7 separate regions of the Mus musculus genome follow, and regions 2, 3, 4, 5, 6 and 7 are each linked to region 1. Evidence: chromatin contacts called from public Hi-C, HiChIP or PLAC-seq and promoter capture Hi-C data. All regions are on one chromosome and are shown on one strand. The core of a region is the stretch at or near the end of the contact, and the rest is flanking DNA. Distances in the headings are between cores, read along the strand shown.

Region 1 (2,591 bases), core at 51-2,550:
AAGGTCTCTGAGCTGGTTCTGAATTGTTGCCTCTCTCTCCAGGCAAAGCTGTGTTGCCTTCTGGCTATAGACAATAAATAAATAAATAAATAAATAAATAAATAAATAAATAAATCTTTAAAATGGCAAAGAAGGATCTGGGTGGGAACTGGTTTGAATAAGTCTGGGAGCTGCACCTCCCTCTAAAACTCAATGAACAAGAAAGAAGCCTCCAAGATGAACCTCAGTCTAGGTGTCTTCCCTCTACCCGTACAAGACATTCCCAACTCTGGACCACTGTCCTCCTACTCCGGCTTTGCTCAGAGTGCCACACACTTCGAGGCTTACACGCATTAAAATGTCAGTTATAAACTGGTTAGCAGCGTCCTTTCCCCCAGAGAGTTGCAGATTTGGTTCGAACAGCTAGAGTCACCCACTAGAGCTGTGGTTTTGAAGTTTTTCAAGGATCGCCTGTCCGGAGCGGGACACGAAGAGGTTGTGAGTGGAGAAGCAGGCACACCCGGAGCCTGTCCTTTCTGGGCGAATTGAGCATCTCCATAGCGCCCCATCAGCAGTCTAGGGGCACCAGCGCCTATGGGTCCTTGGCGGTAATGGACATATTTCCTTAGCGGAGGTGGAAGAAAACCCTGCAAGCGCAGCCATCGCGCACAGCGAGAAGCCTCGGCACACTACACATATTGGGGCACATACCACAACGCCACTATCAGTGCCTCTGGAAACCCCCGGCTACACAATATTCAAAACCGTGCGTCTGTGGGTCTGAAAGTGCAAAAGACACTCCAGGATCCCACAGGCACCGAGACAGCAGCTACACTTAACACACCCCGGGTCCATCCTTACCCAGATCCAGAGCTAAGACTGAAAATCTGGTTTCTTAACTAGTTGGGAAAGTGGGATTTAAAGTGGTTTCCATTGGGGGCAACTAGGCAGGTGAGGAATCAAGGAGCGCCGGGGACAAATAGAGGTAGAAGAGAGGGAAGACAGAAGCAAAGGGAGGTGACTGCCGCGCCCTGAAGACCCTCTTACCTTGAGCGGCGGAGCCGGTGCCACTGGCGCTTAGCAGGGCCAGGGCAGGTAACACAAGCATCTGCAGCAAGTATCCTAGTCCCAGTCCGCAGCGGGCCGCTGTCGCCCTCAGACCTTTCCTCATCGTCGGCAGAGGTGTACGGGGAAGGGAAACGCCACCAGGAGACGCGCAAACAGCCGAAAGCCCAGCCAGGCAGGAGGCTGGATCCGGCCACCGCCAGGCAGTCCTGAGAAATAACAGCAGCCTGAGCGCCACACTCCACTTTCTCCAAGGGCAGGGGCCAAAGGGGGTGGAGAGGAGCCTCCGAGGAGGAGTTTGAAGGTCCCTCGTCCACTGCGCCTAGCCACTGACGTCTCCCGGCTGCTAATGCTCTGCCCCCACTCGGGAAGTGCTGGGAGGTGTAGCGCGGCCACCACCACAGCTCCCGCAGCTCCGCCGCCAGCCGAGCGGGCGCTGCTCTCGGGTCCCCGCGCCCGCTCGGATCGCACAGGCGCCGGGGATGGGGAGGTGGCAAGAGCGGGAGGAGTGGCGAGCCAGCGAGGCGCTCCCCGCTCTGATCCTTGCGCTTCTGTGCCGGAGAGACTCCCGGGCTGCCGCCCGCCCGCCGACGGTCCAGCGACTGTCGCCTCCAGGAGTGGGGCGAGCGGGGGTCCTGGGTGGCGCTCGCAGAGGAGGCGTGGAGGGCGCGGCCCCACTCCGCGCGGGGGGAAGCGGCGGCGGGAGCGCGCTCGCCCGCCTTATGTAAGCGAGGATGGAGCGAAATCCACGCCTCGCGCGGAAGGTGGAGTCCACTGGGTTCACTTGCTCACTTGCTCACTCGCTCCGGCGCTGACAAGGGACACCTGGGGGCAGAGGCAACTGCGGCCAGGGGCAGCACAGTCTCCCCGCCTGGCGCCAGACTCCTGCTCCGCAAGCGCTGCGGGCACGCCTCAGGCCACTTGGCGGTGTCCAGCGGAGCTCAGCCCACCGCCTGGCAGTGTCCCTGAGCCGGCCAAGCCTAAGCCAGATGCCCCAGGACTGCTCTCGCTCTAGGATTTAGGGAGTTGCGCTTGATTGAGCCGGAGGCGGGCTGGAACTTGTTCGCATAGATGGGAAAGAAGGCAAGAAGCATTTGTAGTGGCTCAGCCCACTATCTTTGGGTTGTCAGCGCCAGTCAGGCTGTTTTATGCTCTGCGAGCCGGTGACCTATTTGTGGTGGAACAAAAACTGGAAATCAATGGAAACTCCCTCGGTACTGATTTTTTTTTTTTTTTTTTTTTGCTTGTTCATCTTGGTGGCTGCTGAGATTGAACATTTAAAGAGTGCCGCGGCAAAACCAAGAGAACCCCCCCCCCCCCAAAAAAAAAAAAAAAAGAACAAAATTTGCAGATGCTCAACTTGATGTTGGAACCTATAACTTAGTCTCCAAATTCTTAAGAGCGAGGAGAGAGGACTAAATCTGCTTCAGTACAGAAAGACATTTTGGGGAGTAGTTAGGTTGTGAATTCGTGATAAAAGGATGAAGGAGGAGTGTGAGGAGGAGTGGGTAAAACAAGCCCAGCCTAGACAAAAGGAAGGCGAATGT
Region 2 (2,591 bases), core at 58-2,557, 2.0 Mb after region 1:
TTCAGATTGTTCTCTACATGTGACTTTGTAAGTACTTTAAGGACAATTGTTTTAAAGACAGAAGAAGCGATAGAGACTGGAATTGTAGAAGCAGGAGTGGGACTCGCATTGAGCAATGTTTTTGATAGTTCTGAATTTTTCAGACATGTCCTTCTACCTCAATCTTGGGACAATTTTGTAAACATATTTCATAATTCTTTGAGCTTTAATCTTTTGGGGAATGACTGTATTTTTCCCTCCATTATTTTAACCTGGTGTTTTCTAAGATAGTCTTAAATCTGAACTCCAGCTCAATCCTTCTCCTTACTTGTCGTGTGACCTTGGTAAATCCTCTAAACTTGAGTTTTAGTTTGCTCCTTTGTGAAGGAGGGGTAAAATGGCCCCGAGAAGCTCAGCATTTCTCAGAGGATGAGCACAAGTCTAAGCTGATTCATCCTCAGAGTACCACTGAGCAGAAAGAAGGAAGACATCACTTCGAGGCTACAGGAAACTGAGTTCAAAGGCCACACTGTGACCTGCCTCGTCTTGTGTCTTCACATTGCCTTCAGGGTTGCTAGCACCTTTGCAAACACCACAGTTGCCAGAGGAATGTCAAATTAACTAAATGAAAATGACCTGATCCCCCTGAATGTGGTATGTTCCTAATAGGTGAATGGTTATAATAAGCTGGAGTAAAACTGACAAATTATTGAATTTTGCCACTGGGTATACTTTCCATTTTATACCTATACTTTAAAAGTTCAAAGTATAAACACACCTAAAGAAAACAAAAAAATGCCACAGTTCTAAAACCCTTTTAACTGCCACAGTGCCTGATATCTGGGCTGCTACACGCGACTGCTTTCTAATCCCATTCAACTGACAATGAGACAAAAACCGAGGGGTAAGTGTTGTTCTCCCTGAATCCAAACCCTGTGCTCCATTTGATGGGGAAGGCTGCCTCTCTGTGGCAGAATATGATTGTGTCATGTTTTCTGGGGGACAATTTTATATCTCACTACTCTTTAAACATCTAAAAATCTGCATAATGCTCAAAAGCACAAGGATTTAAATACTGTATTTTGACCATAATCATATTTTTACTTCACATTTAAAATTGTCTTTGAACCATATAAAGTAGCCTTACTCACCTAGGAAAGACGGAAATAGCATTTGTACAAGTAACAGATACCCGCTGAAATAGGCTTGCTCAAATAGAATGGTCACATTAGCTGTCTCTTTTGAAAATAGAAGTCATTATTCACTTTACACTGAGTGACCTCTACTGGTCAGAAAGACACATTAATAGACATCATATCCACCAGAAAGCAGCTGGTATCTTAATTTTGCCAACAACTGACTCATATATACTGTGTCATGCATGTTGCCTGCTAGTCACTTACAATAAAATCGTACTGAGATGTACCATAGCTCAGATACTGAAGCCAAGCACACAGATCAAGTAAATACATTTTAAAATCCTGGTTTCTTGTTCTTCCTCATGGTGACCATTTTTACTTGAAAGAAAAGTATGCATAAAAGGTCTTACTGTATAGGATGCTTAGGTAAGAAGCATACTCTATAACAAATGGGGTTTCAATATTTTGATATTGTTAACTATACAACAGCTGAAAAACAAACTGTTTCTCTCCATCATAAACATATGCTTCATTACTCTTCAGAAATAAAGGGTTTATTTAATTAAGAATAAAGACACAGAATTAACAACTACGGCTCTAAAACAGATTTTTTTTTTCAGAAACAAAGAAACTTTGATACAATAATGAGAAAGCTGCAGTAAATCTTTCCCTAAGAGGTCCATCACCAGTGTCACACAAACACCAGTGTGGAAACAGCAGGTTATTTCCCTGTGGCTTTAACAGAGGTCAAAACGTGAAGTGTACCAACAGAAACAAAAAGAGGGTTGCCTGCAAAAAGTTTTAATGAAGAATATTGTTATAAATCTTGACTGCTAATTATTATAAAATCTCCTTCCCTTCTTTATTTTTTCTCTTTTTAACGATGTCCAGGGGGTGGGGAGAAACAATTTGGTTTCTGCTTCAGCTGAAATCTATTTATATGCAAATAACTTATCCATTATTACTGTGAGAAGAGACTTGTGCATAAAGAGAGAAATAAATTATCACCAGAAGCTATTAATGAAATCTATTTCAAAACAACATTTTACAAGAGCCCTCACTCATGTAATATTTGTTTAAGCCTCGAGGGGAAATGGTGGAATTCTGCACATAGATGAAACCTGATACTACAGTATTTCCCATGTCAATTTGCTTTATATAATGCATTTATCCTTTGCTTAGAAATGATAAATGGAACTCCAGGACATCGCTTCAGAGAACTTCATCAATGAAATCAAAGTCAGTGTGTTTATCATATAATTGCCAGACTTTGGAGTTCTCTCTGTTGCGACTGTTACTACTCTCCTGGGTTTAAAACATTAATGTTCTCTTTATACTGCAATAGCAGCAATGTGCAATTAGACGAGTTTAAGAAGAACAACTTGAGTTTCAGGAGAAGAATAGGATGATGATAAGAGGCCTAGAATATAATTTGATACATCCTGTCTCTTTCCTGTTTGGATTTCTTTGTTC
Region 3 (2,591 bases), core at 66-2,565, 1.6 Mb after region 1:
AGCAGATTCTCCTGGGGCAAACCATCCTTTCTGTCCACTGTGTTAAGCCAATTTACCATGCTTGAACATGCCTTTTGTCATTCACAACAAAAGCAAAAGGCAGCTAAACTCTGCTTAATAAATCATTTTCCGAGGCAGGAAAACTGCTCAGGAAATATGATGCCAAACATTAAGGCTAAAGTCTGAGGAGTTTTCATCAGGAGTTCATCCAGTCTCCCCATGGCTAAAACTGGTTTAACTAAGACAAGAGTAGAAGAAGTGTCTAGACTCTAAAACAACATCACTATGTAGTTGAGGAACACTTTATTTCTGCAGAAGGGTGAGTTAGATAAATTATTTTTCTATAGAGAATGATGTGTAATTGTACAAATATATTTCAAAAGGATATGAACTCTAATATATGTTAGTGTCTCTCTGTTCTCCATCCCTGTCTTTCTCTGACTCTGTCTCTCTGTCTCTATGTATGTATGTATGTATGTATGTATGTATGCTTAGGCCTTAACATGATAACTTTGACCAACTTGTGCTTTCAATTGTATTAATTCAGTTTAAATGCAATAATTCTCTATCAGTAGTTACCAAACTGTACTTTGTAGAGAATTTAACATAAAAGACAGAATACCTCAGTACAAGAAAAGGAGTAAAAAAATCAACTTGGAACATCTCCAAAATGATAGCCAGACCCCTAAAATCCACAGTCTACAATAGAGACCGTATATCTGCTCAAAACCATGCGCTCATCCTCACACCTGCATATATACATGCACAGAAATTTGATGAACTTTCCCAATGCCAACTTCTAGCAAAATCAACTATTACTATCACTGCCAAATATGTAAGCATGCCTAACTGTTCACATCCTCACATTAAATTTTGTTTTATTATAGAAGAATGAGCTGTGCTGTATACCTGTTCGTGTGAGGTAGCGCCTGCATTCATTTCAGGCAAAACATTTTCAGGTCAAGTGATATGCTGAGAAATCCATCTTCAGGTGGTCTGGAATGAATTTCCTGGCTTGTCTTTTATCTCCTCCTCCCACCCAGCTGCTCTATGGCACTTAAAGCTTGGACATGCTTCCAAATTCTGAGTGAGGGGGACTCGAAGCTTTTGGACACGCAGGTGCTACAGTATGCAGACTCCCCTATTGCTCCCCTATTACTTTCTGATAGATGTAGGGGAGCCACAAATAATGCTGGCCAGATAGCACAGTCCTTTCCAATTTCTGAAAACGTCGTTGTTTCTTGGTCATGTGGGTAACATTGCAAAATACCATCATCCATATGGCTACTGAGAAGAACAGTGGGTTGAACTGTTTTCAGGCTTTCAGCAAGCTGTGCTTTGACAAGAACTGTCTACAGCTAGTAGAGATAAGTAGTTCTTCTGTAGCTAGTAGATGCCTTCTTGGGTTCTCTCCAATATTCTTATGTATTTAAATGAACATGCATCCTTAAAATAATGAGGGCCTTAATTTAGCTAAATGCACTTATAATAACCATAACACTTAGAGGCCAGTTACTGGGCAAAGTGATAAACATTCATTACCTCTTTTACGCAAGAATACTGAGCTGATAGAGAACATTATTTAGTACATCCCTTCTGATTGTGTTTTTATAAGCTTACTGTGAGGAAAATCATGGAATTGTGGGGCAAACTCTAAGTATGAGTAAATTTTATACCATGCTGTTAACAATAGTTCTACCATATTTATTAAACTCTCATCCTACAACAAGAAATATTCTGTCTTACTTCACTAATTTCATTAACACTTACAGTAAAACTAAGGCATATTAACTCATTTTAAGAAGATAAAAGTGCCTTTGTCCCCATGTTTCAGTCTCATGGTTGTGGGATGGTGATCTGTAGGCTAAGGAAAGGGAAAACCTGGACATGATCCTGACCACAAAACCTTTGACCTACAATCTGTCCTGCCTGCAAGATGTGCTGGGGCAATGGTGGCACAGAACTTGTGGGAGTGGTCAACTAATGCCTGGTTTGACTTGATGCCCATGGTTTGAGAGGGAGCCCATTCTGTACACTGCCTAGATGGCCATGAACAGGAGACTGCATAGCTTAAAGACATATGGTAGAATCAAACATGACTGGCTATATATGAAAGGAAGAAAGGAAGTAAAAACAAAGAAAAAGGAAAGAGAGGGGGGGAATGAAGGGAAGAAGGGAGGGAGGGAGGGAGGAAGGAAGGAAGGAAGGAAGGAAGGAAGGAAGGAAGGAAGGAAGGAAGGAAGGAAGGCAAGCAAGCGTCCCTGATGATATTCTGCTCATAGGTCTATGCCTGGTACAGTCATCAGAGAAGCTTCCTCCCACAGCAGATGGGAGCAGATACAGAGACTCACAGTCAGACAGTGTGCAGAAAGTAAAAGTGAATCTGGGGGAGAGGAGAGGTGGGGGTTATGTGGAGCGGAGAGCATGAAGAAGTGGGCAGTTAGAAACTGTGGTCAAAATCTATTGTGTAAGATATTAGTTCATGTAATTAATATAGCAGAGATTGTAGTGTGATAAGACTTAAATCCGGAATGTGATTGCAACATTCTGGGTGTTCTTGGCCACTTCAGTGTATTGACTATTAAAATATC
Region 4 (2,591 bases), core at 61-2,560, 1.6 Mb after region 1:
AGTTGGGCAGTTCTGAGTGACTGATGAGGACAGTACTCTCCTGCACGCTGTAGACGCACGCGTGCCTAGGTAGAGTTCAAGGCCCACTTTTATTTCCATCCATTTCTATGCTTTCATAATCGCATGTTCTCGCTCACTGAGCACTTACTTTTGAAAAATGGTATTTTAACACTCGACTGTCTCTTCAGCAAAAGTCATTTTATTGAAATAATAAAACAGACTGTATCCTGCTGAGCATGATATTCTGCAAGAAGACAGGGAAGGAACGGGGACGCACCTGACGTGGATGGGTTTGAGTGCATACAAACAAAATGTCAAGGGATAAGCATAAATGCCCCCCAAACTACATACCAATGTGTGTCCTTTACAGTGAGGGAATAGACAAAGAAGGGATATTCAAACAAGGAAGCTGGACACCATGTCATCCCTATATATGGGCTTTATCATTTCTCACTCGCCAGGCAGCTCTGAGGGTCACTAGTCGATTGTGTAGATGAATGAGACAGTAAAGACAGAGGTGACGTGATGGAAGAGGAGCCTTAGATGCCCATTTAGTGTGTTCATCAACTGCATGTGCTTCTGATAGAGAAAGAGCCAAATAAAACCCTTTCACTTCTGCAGGTATTTTTCTACCTGGAGAAGAAAGCAGGACGCACAAACAATAATAATAATATAGAAAGGCCAGCAGAATAACAAATAAGCACACACAGGCACTTTGGATCCTTTCTGAAACAACAGAATAGACTTTAAAAAGCTGTAAAGACAATAAAAATTCAGCCATTGTGAAGGAAGGGAAGGCTGAGCCGCAATAAAGGCAGTCAATAAAGAAGCTCTCTCATTTAAACATCAAATGCACATTGTTTTGCAACACCTGTTAGTCAGCCATAATAGCTTTCTTAACCTGTCAAAGTGTTTAAGCTGAGGAAAAGAAATGGGCCTCCAGCTGTGCAGTTCTGTAGAGAAAGCCTGTGCCGAGCGATATTAGTTTAATGAAATGTGTACAGATTGTAATTGTGGTAATAAGAGGGCAATTCCCCGAGGTGCTGTAGGAAGGCGGTGAGCTCAGCCAGGCAGAAAACAGAAGCGCACAGTCTGAGGAGAGAAAATATGGCCTGCTTGGGAGAAAAACGCAGGATTGAGTGGAAGAGAAAGAGGAATCCAGTAGGGAGGTTTACCTCAGGCCAAGTCTACAAAGGGTTAAACCCCTTCCTGGAAGCTCTGGAAGTGACCCAGTGCTAATGTGAGTCAGGTTTCAGGCAACACTGCAGGGACTTCAGACCAGAGGCCAGCAGACCCTCAGTCCTCAACAAGATGACCCGGGAACTCAGTCAGACTGAGAGTCGATGGACAATTGCAAGCAGGTGGGGATCAAGGTACAGTTACACACAAAGAAATAAAAAGAAACTAAGAATGAAATAAGCGCTGGCTGTTTGCTTTTGTGTTTATCTAGGCGTCAGTCTGGGAGGGGTAAGCACATTTTAGGAGCATCACTGAAAGCAAGAACTACTTTTGTTGGGTACCCCATAGCCAATGCTCCAGTGTTTTAAAATGCCTCAGTCTTTTAAAGTTCCCAGAGGAGACACGCAATGCTGAGCCCTCAAGGAGAATCAGCAATGCCGGTTGGATATCAGAAACAAAGACTGGTAAGTTACTGGAAGCCTAGGGTAACAGAGCCTAGTGTTCAGCAGTCCAGGGAGACCCAGTCATAAGGCGCCATTCAACCCTTGCGAGTTTTACTCTGAGGCTCCACAGGGTCTCAGGAAGCGTGTCAGAGAAAGCCTCTCTTGTTCTTCTAGCAAAGAGTGAAATATGAGCCGTTTTGAAATAAGCCAGAACATCCTGTTTTCCTCAACAAGGTCTGCCCTCAAGAGAGACTTTTTACAGAAAGTCTCATGTTATGACTGCGTTTTATCAGCCCGTAACTGAACTGAGGAGAGGAAATCCCTAACAGAGCCATCACACCTCACATCTCAAGAACACCGAGAAGCACTTGTGCCCTTTACATCCTTCTGGTGCACACTCTTAATCAGAAACTAAGACCCGAACGTGGGACTTTGGAATATGTTCCTTCTTGCCACATGCCCTAAAGCCCAACCTACAGGGCCTTTTAACTCAGCACATTATGTCTGACTGCTCACAAAGGCTCAGTAGGATGCCAGGCTCGCCTATAATCCCAGCTCTTTCGAGGGTGTGCGGAAAGATCCAGAGTCCGTGGCTAGCCCGAGCTATGTTGTAAGACGCCGTCTCAAATAAAGTGAAAGAAAAAAATTACAAGATTTTTTTTCAGATTGTAATTATTACCTTACAGGTATTAAGGGTTAAGGAAGAGTCCATGCAGTAATAGAAACTGAGAGACAGACATTCCAAGAAGGCCCACAAGGAAATGTTAGAAACCAAAAGTGTTTGCTGTATTGGAAGTGGAGAGTGTCATGATGGACTCCTTAGTAGAGTGGACTCAGCTAGGAAAGGAACTCTGAGCCTGAGGAAATTTTAATAGAAAATTCAAAATCTAAACGGGGGGGGGGGGGAACAACTAGAAAACCCTTTCAGGGAATGTGCAACAACCATAAGATCCAAGAAACGGAAATTGG
Region 5 (2,591 bases), core at 34-2,533, 1.6 Mb after region 1:
TTAAAAACTGAAAAACTTTATCTAAAAAATTCTTAAGTGTGGCATCATACTGTATAAATAGTGATTTATCTACAATACATTTTTATTAGTAATATGATTATTTATTAGGCTAATGGGTATTTCAAGGAATTGGAAATCAGAAGAATTGGTTATAGACAAGCTGAAGCCCAAATCTCTTTTACAATTGTGTGTGAAAGTAGCAGCATCGATTTGAGCTGACGTCATGTTGATGAGTTGTCTTTGTGATGAAATTCAGCTGTGGCTCAACCTACTGCTACATCTGCTGTGATGACTCTTAGCTTCAAATCTGTGACAGATTTCCAGACTTGCAGCCCATGTGCCCACCTTGGCTGACCCTTACCATGTGGCGAGAATCTTTTGTTTCCCCCTGCACTGACTAGACAAGACCAGAGCAATCTGGTTCCACCTGGCTCTCAACTCACACTGATATGCTCTATGTAATATTGTGGCTTCCTTCCAGTTTTCCTGTTTTGGTAAGGAACCTTTCAAACAACGTCTCCTCCGATAATAAGTACTTTGAGCATCAGATGTTCCAAGTGTAGAAAAGACAATTAATTAAATTGTGGAGGTATGAGAATTTGCCTATGAGAAGAAAACACATGAGATTTCACAGATATAGTAATGAATCAACAGTCTCTTTCTTTAAATGATGGCAAACACATGGGAACTTTTTAAAAATCAGTTTTGCTCTCCTTGATTCCTGCTCTTACAAGGAAAGAGCCAATTCTCTCCTGCTTTTACTCAATAAATTTCCATTCCAAGGTTACAAAGTTGAGGGTAGTCTTTTTTTTTTTTAATAATAAGAGTGTTTGGCTTCCCTGGCATTGAGAAGGTGAGGAACTGCTAGGCGTCAGGAGTTTGTTTAAAATTCTGTCTGACTAAGTGACGATGCGGACACATTGGTCCCATTGTGGTGTAACTACTAGTGTGGAAACTGTCATCTGCCAACAAGTAATGGTGGTCATAGCTCACTGCCACTCCAACTGCTCACAGTCCGGCTCAGCCTGCCTCCCTGAGCTATAGCCAGCTGTCAGGAATGACACAGCTGCCATCTTATTTACTGCCATAAGCTTTCTTGGCACTGTGGATGCAGACGCTGCTGAGATGGCGCCTGCCATTGGCTGTAAAAGGTACAGGAAAGAGAGCCTCCGAGGAACCCTGGGAAGGTGCAACATGTTCCAGCCACCTGACAGTGGAAGCAGCCGGTCCTGAGTCTCTGAGCTTGTTCTTTGTTGACTGATAAGATTGGACAAGGCACAGTAGGCCCTCCAGAACTCCTATTCAGACTGTTTTAATTGAATGCGTCACTGACAAGGCACAATCACTTGGGCTGTGGCATCTATTCCAAATGAAACAATTGTTTTAAAGTAATTGCTCTGACAAGTCGGCTGGCAGCCATGGAGGGTAAGATGCATGTGTTGCTATGAGAAGAGACAGAAAACATGTTCCCTGTAATTGCCATGACTGAGCTTTTAAACTTTCCCTTTTATTCCACATGAAATGCATCCTTTAAAAAAACCTCTGATTTGAATAAACATTGAGCAATTCTGGAGGCCCCTCTTTGCTTTTCACGTTTATTATGCGTGGAAAAGGCTTGCTTAGAGTATCTAGCCACAACATTTTACAATGGATTCAAACGGGAGGAAAAAAAGGAAGTGCGAAGGGCCCACTTATTTCTGAGTTTCGGAAAGACTCTCTCGTGGTTAGCAAGTGTTGATATAAGGATGGCAATTATGCAACATAAGACAGAAGGCCAATTACATCACCTTGTTAGCATATCCAGACCCAAATTTCCACAGTATGCAAGTGGCTTCTCCAGAGAGTCACTATGTCTACGAGAGCCAAAAGAAGCAGCTTTTTACATTTATCACACCTACACAAAGGACTGCAAGGTAAATAATCCACTCTGGTGCACAGTCTTTGTTTATCTAGAATAGAACGTGTCTCTTTTTATGTGGAAAACAATTATCATTGTAATACAGCTTTGTGAATGATTTAATATATAGAATATTGTACTATTGTATTTTATATTGTAATCTTAATATAAGAATTAACCATGTATGTATGTTTCAGATTAATAAAAAAAGCAACATTCTTACCCATCCTCAATTTTCATCATATCTTCCCACACAGAATAGTTTTCCTATGAAATCACAGCTAGCATGAAAGTTCTAATTAATTCCCCTAATGCTTTCTTATAGGAACTAGAGTTTCTCCTATGAGGTACCAGGCACATCCAGCTACTATAGAGAGAGGTTAAACCTGTGTGTTTAGTGATGATATTGCTGGGTTTGAAACCTTGATTGTGACATTGCTTCCCTAAGGAAAGGATTCTATCCATTCATTTCTGCATCTGCTCTGTAAGTATTCCATGTTGCCGTGCATGGAATGCCATTCCCAGTCTCAGGGATATAACAAGGAACAAACCAAATATGATAAAACTGCAGAAAAATTGGTTAACAAATAAAAACCATAGTTCTCGTTTGAGGTATTTGCAATAAAGAAGGATAAGATGATGGGAAATAGACAGGAGATGGAGAAGGATCAATAACATTTTAGATGGAATTGCA
Region 6 (2,591 bases), core at 60-2,559, 1.2 Mb after region 1:
ATGGAGTTCAGTTCAGTGCAGTTCAGGGCAGTTCAGTTTGGTTAAGTTCAGCATGTAAGCAATTTTTACGGGGACAGTTTTTCCAAGACAGGTTGTAAAGAGAACAAGCTAGACACAGGTGAAGAACAAATTTCCAGAGTTAGTTTTAAGGCCAAGCAGAGCAATTCAGTGAGAAGGCCAGAGAAGCCAGTTTGCATCAGTCAGCTTTAGAGAGCAGTTTGAGTCAGAACAGCTGAGTTGAACTAGTCAGCCAGAGTTCAAAAAGAAATAGAAAGCTTAAGCTTATTTGGCAATAAGTCTCTTAATTACATCTGGTGAACTAAAGTTACGTTTCCAGATAAATTTCACCATAGTGCATGAAGCATTGAATCTCTTGGCACAGATCAAAAGAGGGAGGAGGAAAGAGGGAATATTTGGTTTGTTGGTTGACTTAGCAAAGATACATTTCTTTCTGGGCCAAAACCACAGCCTCATGCAGCTCTCAATGTCTTTTATCAGGATCTTGTATAACTTGAGCTCTTTCATGATAAAAGATTCACAAGGGAGTTATGCTATGAAAGATACATATCTAATATCCACACTTAAACTCTAATGTGATAGCAGTTTAAAATGTGGAGGGAAAAGTTCCAAGGAGTGAAACTTTATGAATGAAATCAGTCACTTTATGAATGGGATGGATAGAGCTAGGTAGGTCCTCTTGCCCTTCTACTTGCTGCCTTGTGAGGAGCACCAAGAGGAACTTCCTCAGTAGCCAGAGGATGGCATCTCAATCTTTCACTTCCCAACCACCAGAATAAATTGTTTTCATTCTGGTATTTTGTCATAGTACAAATGTTGAGACAAGTATAAACCTGTGAGTTGAGTCTTTCAACTCAAGCAGCAGTGATATACTGACATTATGAATTTTATCATTTACATGAGAGCAAGCCATTTTTTTAATTTTCTGAGTCTCAAGTCCTATAAAGTTTAGACATTAAAGACTCAGTTCAGTTATGAATATAGGAAATTGACTTCTATTCATTAACAAAGGGCATTTTAAATTTATATGTGCACAGAAGTGTAAGCAGTTCCCAATACAAAACATAAAGATTCTCCTTAGTGCTGATTGCTATTGTATGTTACCTTCACACATTAGGACAATTCTACAGATGGGTTATGATAACCCACGTAGATTCTCCTCAATTTGTTGAGGAGGCATTAAATCATAGTTAACCTTCTGTGAATTACATGTATCCTAAACAAATCTACATCTAACAACCCTTACCTGCCACATGTCCTTACTTAACAGCATGGCCACTATAAAGCCTGTCACCCTAGTGCACTTGTCACCCTGGTCCATCTGTCACCCTAGTGCAGTGATGCCTGACTCAGGTGCTGTTCACTGCCATTGGCCAGTTTCCAAAGGAAACCTTGGAATACTTGTTGTTTGTTTGGCCAAGATTCAGATTTTAAAGTCTGATGTCTACTGAATCCATTTTTCTTCCACAGCATTGAAAACTGAAACGAAAACCTTAAAGCTGGCAGCCATCTGAATTAAACATAGATTTCTTTTTTTTTTACTCTCTTGATTGTATTTAATTCTGCTAAAAGCCCATACATGCCTATTTATTTATATATTTGCAAATAATGTATCACAATATTAACCTAGAGGCATACCATCATTGTCCAGTGGAACAATGAAAGAAGTGTCTCTCAGAATGTACACATACCTTATGAAAACATTGTTCTCATTTATCAAAGGGAGGCAATAAATTGCTTTGTGTTGCCTTTGTTTTCAGCCACCCCACCTGACAACCCAGCTTTACTCTGCACAGCACCGAGTGAAGGGTTTCACAACTACAAATCCCAAACCACAACGCTCCTGTACATGTTCCAGGGTACAATGCACCTAGCAAAAAATATTTAAAATGGTGTCTCTCTTGAGGCACAATTTGCAATTTGAAGCAAGTTTTTCCATGTGTGAAAAGCAGATACTGACAAATATTTCCCAGTTTCCAGTGGGGAAATCAAAGATCATGTTCTTAGAAGCTACAGATTTTCTCATGTATATTCTTCTTAAGTTTTTTTCTCCCTGCCTCTCTCTGCCTGCTAGGGAACGTGAAACTGACAAAACACAGGTGGTTAGAACTTGATGCATACTAATTGAAAACTCAGCATGTAGCTATCCTTTCCATTGATATTTTATTTTATATTGTACAGATATATTTTCACATATGTCCACTATGCAATGATGGTCACACTAGGTGGAAACATTTGGGGCTAAAGTTTTTCTACAGAGACAATTTATGTGGCATTTCCCACATTGGGGCATATGGGAATTTTAGTAACTAGAAGGGATATTTCAGCAAGCATGGGGCCTGTCAGAGTGTGTTACACGAGATCTTCCATCTAAATGTAATGACTGTTGGCTTGGTGTTTTTGTGGGACTCCTAACAGTGGGAGCAGAAGTGTGTCGATAAGACTTCTTTACTCCAATTTCATTGCCACATCAACCTCATCAATATGAGGGATTTTGTCTTTTCATATGGTCTCTGTGTTGTCAGGTTTTGTTATTGTCTCTTGGAGGCATGCTCTTTTCTGCTGGGAAAGGG
Region 7 (2,591 bases), core at 42-2,541, 1.1 Mb after region 1:
CATGTTCAAAGTTACTTTTTTCTCATGGACATTCAGTTTGAAATTTTCTCTAGATCTTACTGAGTATATTATACCACACAAAGTGACAATTTTAGAATTATTTCTGATCACTCTTTCAAACCCTTTTCATTAGGTTTAATGATTTCTACATTTTTTAATTGACTCTTAATTCTTGAGGTTCCACATTTATACACATAACAATATTATGGATTGTTATCATTTCCTTGTGGTATTAATGCAATATTTTTCTAATTTACTATAATTTTCCTTCTACATTATTCCAGTTACCTATTTTCTAGAGTTCTAGACTTTCAAATCACCTCTATGAGATCTCTAAACCATGGAAAATTTAATTCAGACACATAGTACCTGTACACAGGTCTCTACTGTCCTATCAAATAAAAAGCACATGAAACGCACACCCAAACACCTTGAATGCACACGTTCTCACAAACACCCTCTGTGAAGCCTGCTTTTCCAATAGTATTCTCCAGGTGAATAAATGTCTCATTTATTGGCAAGGCACATAATTTTGAAATTAACCTCAATTCATCACTATGGGTATGTTCTTTTCATGACTGACCAACGTTTTGTAACTGAGATGTGTCTCATACTGCGAATTAATTAAATTACAGACCTTTATGAAATTGGTTTCAGGTAAGTATTGAAGCTTCAGATTTTAATGGAGAGTTGGCAGGATCCATGGAGTGAGTACTACACTTAGAAAAACAAATATCTGCAAACCTCTGTATAGCCCAGCCACTAAGCCCTCTCTCAGAATTCATCAGTTTGCACTTTCCATTTCACTGGCTCATCTCCTGGCACCTTACCCCTTTCATTCCCTTATTATTCCAGTTTTGTCATTGGCACATCCTTTCACATATACAGTTTTGATTATTTAGCATTTATTCAAAAACCCTATTCTCTTCTTACATGTTATAGTCATCCATTCAAAATATTTGTCTGGAAGTTTTTCAGAACATGCTCATTGGGGTTCTTTAACTATGGAACTGGTCATTTTGGGGGAAGGATATATTGTCATGGTTTCCTGTGTTACCTTTGTTTCTGCAGTTGGCCTTGTACATTCTAAACTGGTGGTTGAGTATTGTTTGTTTCCTTTTGTTCAAATCACATTACTTTTCTTCAGTGGTAGCATGTTCAAATATTAAGAAAGGCCTAAGTTAAAACGCTGTTGCAAATTCTTCCCTCTGTGGACCTCCTATGATATGCTGCAGAAGTGGGCCCCACAAGGCACAAGACAAATGTGAGATCCAAGAAGAGCTGGTGTGCCTTAGGGTATTAGGAACAGTGAAGCCTGTCTGTGGTCACTGAGAAGCAAATTCCTAGAGTAGCTAGGCAATCTATCAATTCTTACATCCCTTAAACCACGACATCTATTAATCAACTTCAAAAAACTTTTTGATCTCACTGGACCACATGAAACAGATCTCTGAAGTGGAAACTTAAGGGTGCTTTGGAAAGTCAGTTGTGTTGGATGGTGTTTTGCTGGGGGCAAAGACATGAAGAACAATTCCCTGAAGCAGACACAGGTAAAAGGGTGTTCTGCTAAAGCAAGCACGTAAAATGATATGTGATGAAGTGTTCTTCATTAATAACACACATGTATTTGTCTGCCTTACACTGTGAAATTGAGCTCCATTTATTTGGACTCCATAAAGAGAAATGCACCACAAAACTTCTGGTGGTCTAATGCAGTTTCTTGCTGCTTCCTCAGAGTGATGTCAGCTGAGGCAAGACACAATGTTGAGGCAAGACATGTGGTGATGCAAGATCAGTGAAGAACACATGAGGTTTACAGGGAGTATAATCAGAACTCAAAGGGCATGGAGGGAAACTTGAGCTTGGTTCTACTGGTCCAGTTAGCTGCAATGTTTGTGGATCTTCACTTCACTGTTCACTTCTCTGAGAGAGGCACACCTGAGAAGTTTTCCTGGCATTCCTGTTGGCCCCGGTCCTTACTGCTGCCTTGAGCCAAGGCTGAGGCTTAGATGTCTCTGCTAATTAGTGCCACTGTTCCCGATTCGTGTTTGCTATCTTGATTCTGCTGAACTGGACTGCCGGTATATCCATGAAGTGCTTGCTAGTGGATCAAGCTGCTCCTGCTGACATGTGAACTGAACATGTAGCCTTTATATTTTAATATGCCTTAATCAGCTCAGTGGCTGGGCTACTTATTTACTAATCAAAACCAACTGGGGGCAGGGTTTCCTCAGTTGCTTATGAGTGGGTGTGTAGATTCTCATGCAGTTTTGAGGGCCAGATTAACATGATACAAGTGGCATTAGGCCAAATCCACAACACTAAACAGCTGATTTCATGACAAAGCAGATGGGATTTGCCTCAAAGATCCATTTCTAAACAGGTCCACTTCTGCCATATCCTTTCTTTCCCACTACCTCTGGTGAGTGGTGGGCGAGAAGGGAGGTTAAACCATTTAAGAGCATTATTAAAAGGAGAATTTGAAAAAAAATTAAAGTTACAGATCTCTACCCTGAACAAGGTAGCAAACACAATGTGTCCTGTCTTGTTAATCATAATGAGCTGTACCAGGCTGAGCTTTTTCATAAGGA

The links. Promoter capture Hi-C pulls out the DNA fragments that hold promoters and counts their contacts. A called contact is a pair of places that touch in the nucleus more often than the background predicts. HiChIP or PLAC-seq counts read pairs in DNA pulled down with a chosen protein or histone mark.
Region 2: a Hi-C map of cerebellar granule neurons shows a contact between it and region 1, with 4 times the contacts expected there. The contact joins the enhancer-like site here to the promoter of Unc5c in region 1. A contact is called at or near these places in 7 of 39 promoter capture datasets (the 3T3-L1 cell line, cranial neural crest, frontonasal cranial neural crest and 4 more), 7 of 484 Hi-C or Micro-C datasets (cerebellar granule neurons, cerebellum, cerebral cortex and 1 more) and 8 of 115 datasets of contacts at active chromatin or transcription factors (SST interneurons, astrocytes, craniofacial prominence and 5 more).
Region 3: a contact with region 1 is called in a promoter capture Hi-C map of hippocampal neurons, with 6 times the contacts expected there. The contact joins the enhancer-like site here to the promoter of Unc5c in region 1. A contact is called at or near these places in 4 of 39 promoter capture datasets (hippocampal neurons, maxillary cranial neural crest, pre-B cells and 1 more) and 4 of 115 datasets of contacts at active chromatin or transcription factors (embryonic forebrain, embryonic limb bud, forebrain and 1 more).
Region 4: a promoter capture Hi-C map of second pharyngeal arch cranial neural crest shows a contact between it and region 1, with 6 times the contacts expected there. The contact joins the enhancer-like site here to the promoter of Unc5c in region 1. A contact is called at or near these places in 5 of 39 promoter capture datasets (cranial neural crest, hippocampal neurons, maxillary cranial neural crest and 2 more), 1 of 484 Hi-C or Micro-C datasets (the N1E-115 cell line) and 6 of 115 datasets of contacts at active chromatin or transcription factors (astrocytes, craniofacial prominence, embryonic forebrain and 3 more).
Region 5: a contact with region 1 is called in a promoter capture Hi-C map of hippocampal neurons, with 5 times the contacts expected there. The contact joins the enhancer-like site here to the promoter of Unc5c in region 1. A contact is called at or near these places in 4 of 39 promoter capture datasets (hippocampal neurons, maxillary cranial neural crest, pre-B cells and 1 more), 3 of 484 Hi-C or Micro-C datasets (cerebellar granule neurons and cerebellum) and 3 of 115 datasets of contacts at active chromatin or transcription factors (SST interneurons, astrocytes and forebrain).
Region 6: a Hi-C map of cerebellum shows a contact between it and region 1, with 1.7 times the contacts expected there. The contact joins the enhancer-like site here to the promoter of Unc5c in region 1. A contact is called at or near these places in 2 of 39 promoter capture datasets (hippocampal neurons and pre-B cells), 2 of 484 Hi-C or Micro-C datasets (both in cerebellum) and 2 of 115 datasets of contacts at active chromatin or transcription factors (embryonic forebrain and embryonic midbrain).
Region 7: a contact with region 1 is called in an H3K4me3 HiChIP or PLAC-seq map of neural tube, with 7 times the contacts expected there. The contact joins the enhancer-like site here to the promoter of Unc5c in region 1. A contact is called at or near these places in 4 of 39 promoter capture datasets (the C10 cell line, cranial neural crest, hippocampal neurons and 1 more) and 4 of 115 datasets of contacts at active chromatin or transcription factors (embryonic forebrain, embryonic limb bud, neural progenitor cells and 1 more).

The regions. Positions count from the first base shown.
Region 1 is chr3:141,464,273-141,466,863 of GRCm38.p6, reverse strand. It overlaps Unc5c (unc-5 netrin receptor C), which reads right to left and starts at 1,300. Exons shown (of 16, transcript NM_009472.4): 1 at 1,027-1,300. The coding sequence starts at 1,150.
Region 2 is chr3:139,508,152-139,510,742 of GRCm38.p6, reverse strand. All of the region lies in intron 11 of Stpg2 (sperm tail PG rich repeat containing 2), which reads right to left. Among named protein-coding and RNA genes, the nearest start is that of Gm24260, 92 kb to the right of the region's middle. Within about 2 kb of position 1,307, at least 18 of the 459 cell types and tissues checked have an H3K27ac peak or open chromatin away from gene starts, as enhancers often do. A contact at or near this core is called in cerebellar granule neurons and cerebellum, where this site is marked.
Region 3 is chr3:139,842,010-139,844,600 of GRCm38.p6, reverse strand. No RefSeq gene overlaps it. Among named protein-coding and RNA genes, the nearest start is that of Gm32693, 63 kb to the right of the region's middle. Within about 2 kb of position 1,315, at least 9 of the 459 cell types and tissues checked have an H3K27ac peak or open chromatin away from gene starts, as enhancers often do. A contact at or near this core is called in hippocampal neurons, where this site is marked.
Region 4 is chr3:139,859,665-139,862,255 of GRCm38.p6, reverse strand. No RefSeq gene overlaps it. Among named protein-coding and RNA genes, the nearest start is that of Gm32693, 80 kb to the right of the region's middle. Within about 2 kb of position 1,310, at least 62 of the 459 cell types and tissues checked have an H3K27ac peak or open chromatin away from gene starts, as enhancers often do. A contact at or near this core is called in craniofacial prominence, embryonic limb bud, neural tube and 1 more, where this site is marked.
Region 5 is chr3:139,885,248-139,887,838 of GRCm38.p6, reverse strand. No RefSeq gene overlaps it. Among named protein-coding and RNA genes, the nearest start is that of Gm32693, 110 kb to the right of the region's middle. Within about 2 kb of position 1,283, at least 40 of the 459 cell types and tissues checked have an H3K27ac peak or open chromatin away from gene starts, as enhancers often do. A contact at or near this core is called in cerebellar granule neurons, cerebellum and hippocampal neurons, where this site is marked.
Region 6 is chr3:140,238,254-140,240,844 of GRCm38.p6, reverse strand. No RefSeq gene overlaps it. Among named protein-coding and RNA genes, the nearest start is that of Mir7j, 210 kb to the right of the region's middle. Within about 2 kb of position 1,309, at least 2 of the 459 cell types and tissues checked have an H3K27ac peak or open chromatin away from gene starts, as enhancers often do. A contact at or near this core is called in cerebellum, where this site is marked.
Region 7 is chr3:140,357,416-140,360,006 of GRCm38.p6, reverse strand. No RefSeq gene overlaps it. Among named protein-coding and RNA genes, the nearest start is that of Mir7j, 330 kb to the right of the region's middle. Within about 2 kb of position 1,291, at least 1 of the 459 cell types and tissues checked has an H3K27ac peak or open chromatin away from gene starts, as enhancers often do. A contact at or near this core is called in neural tube, where this site is marked.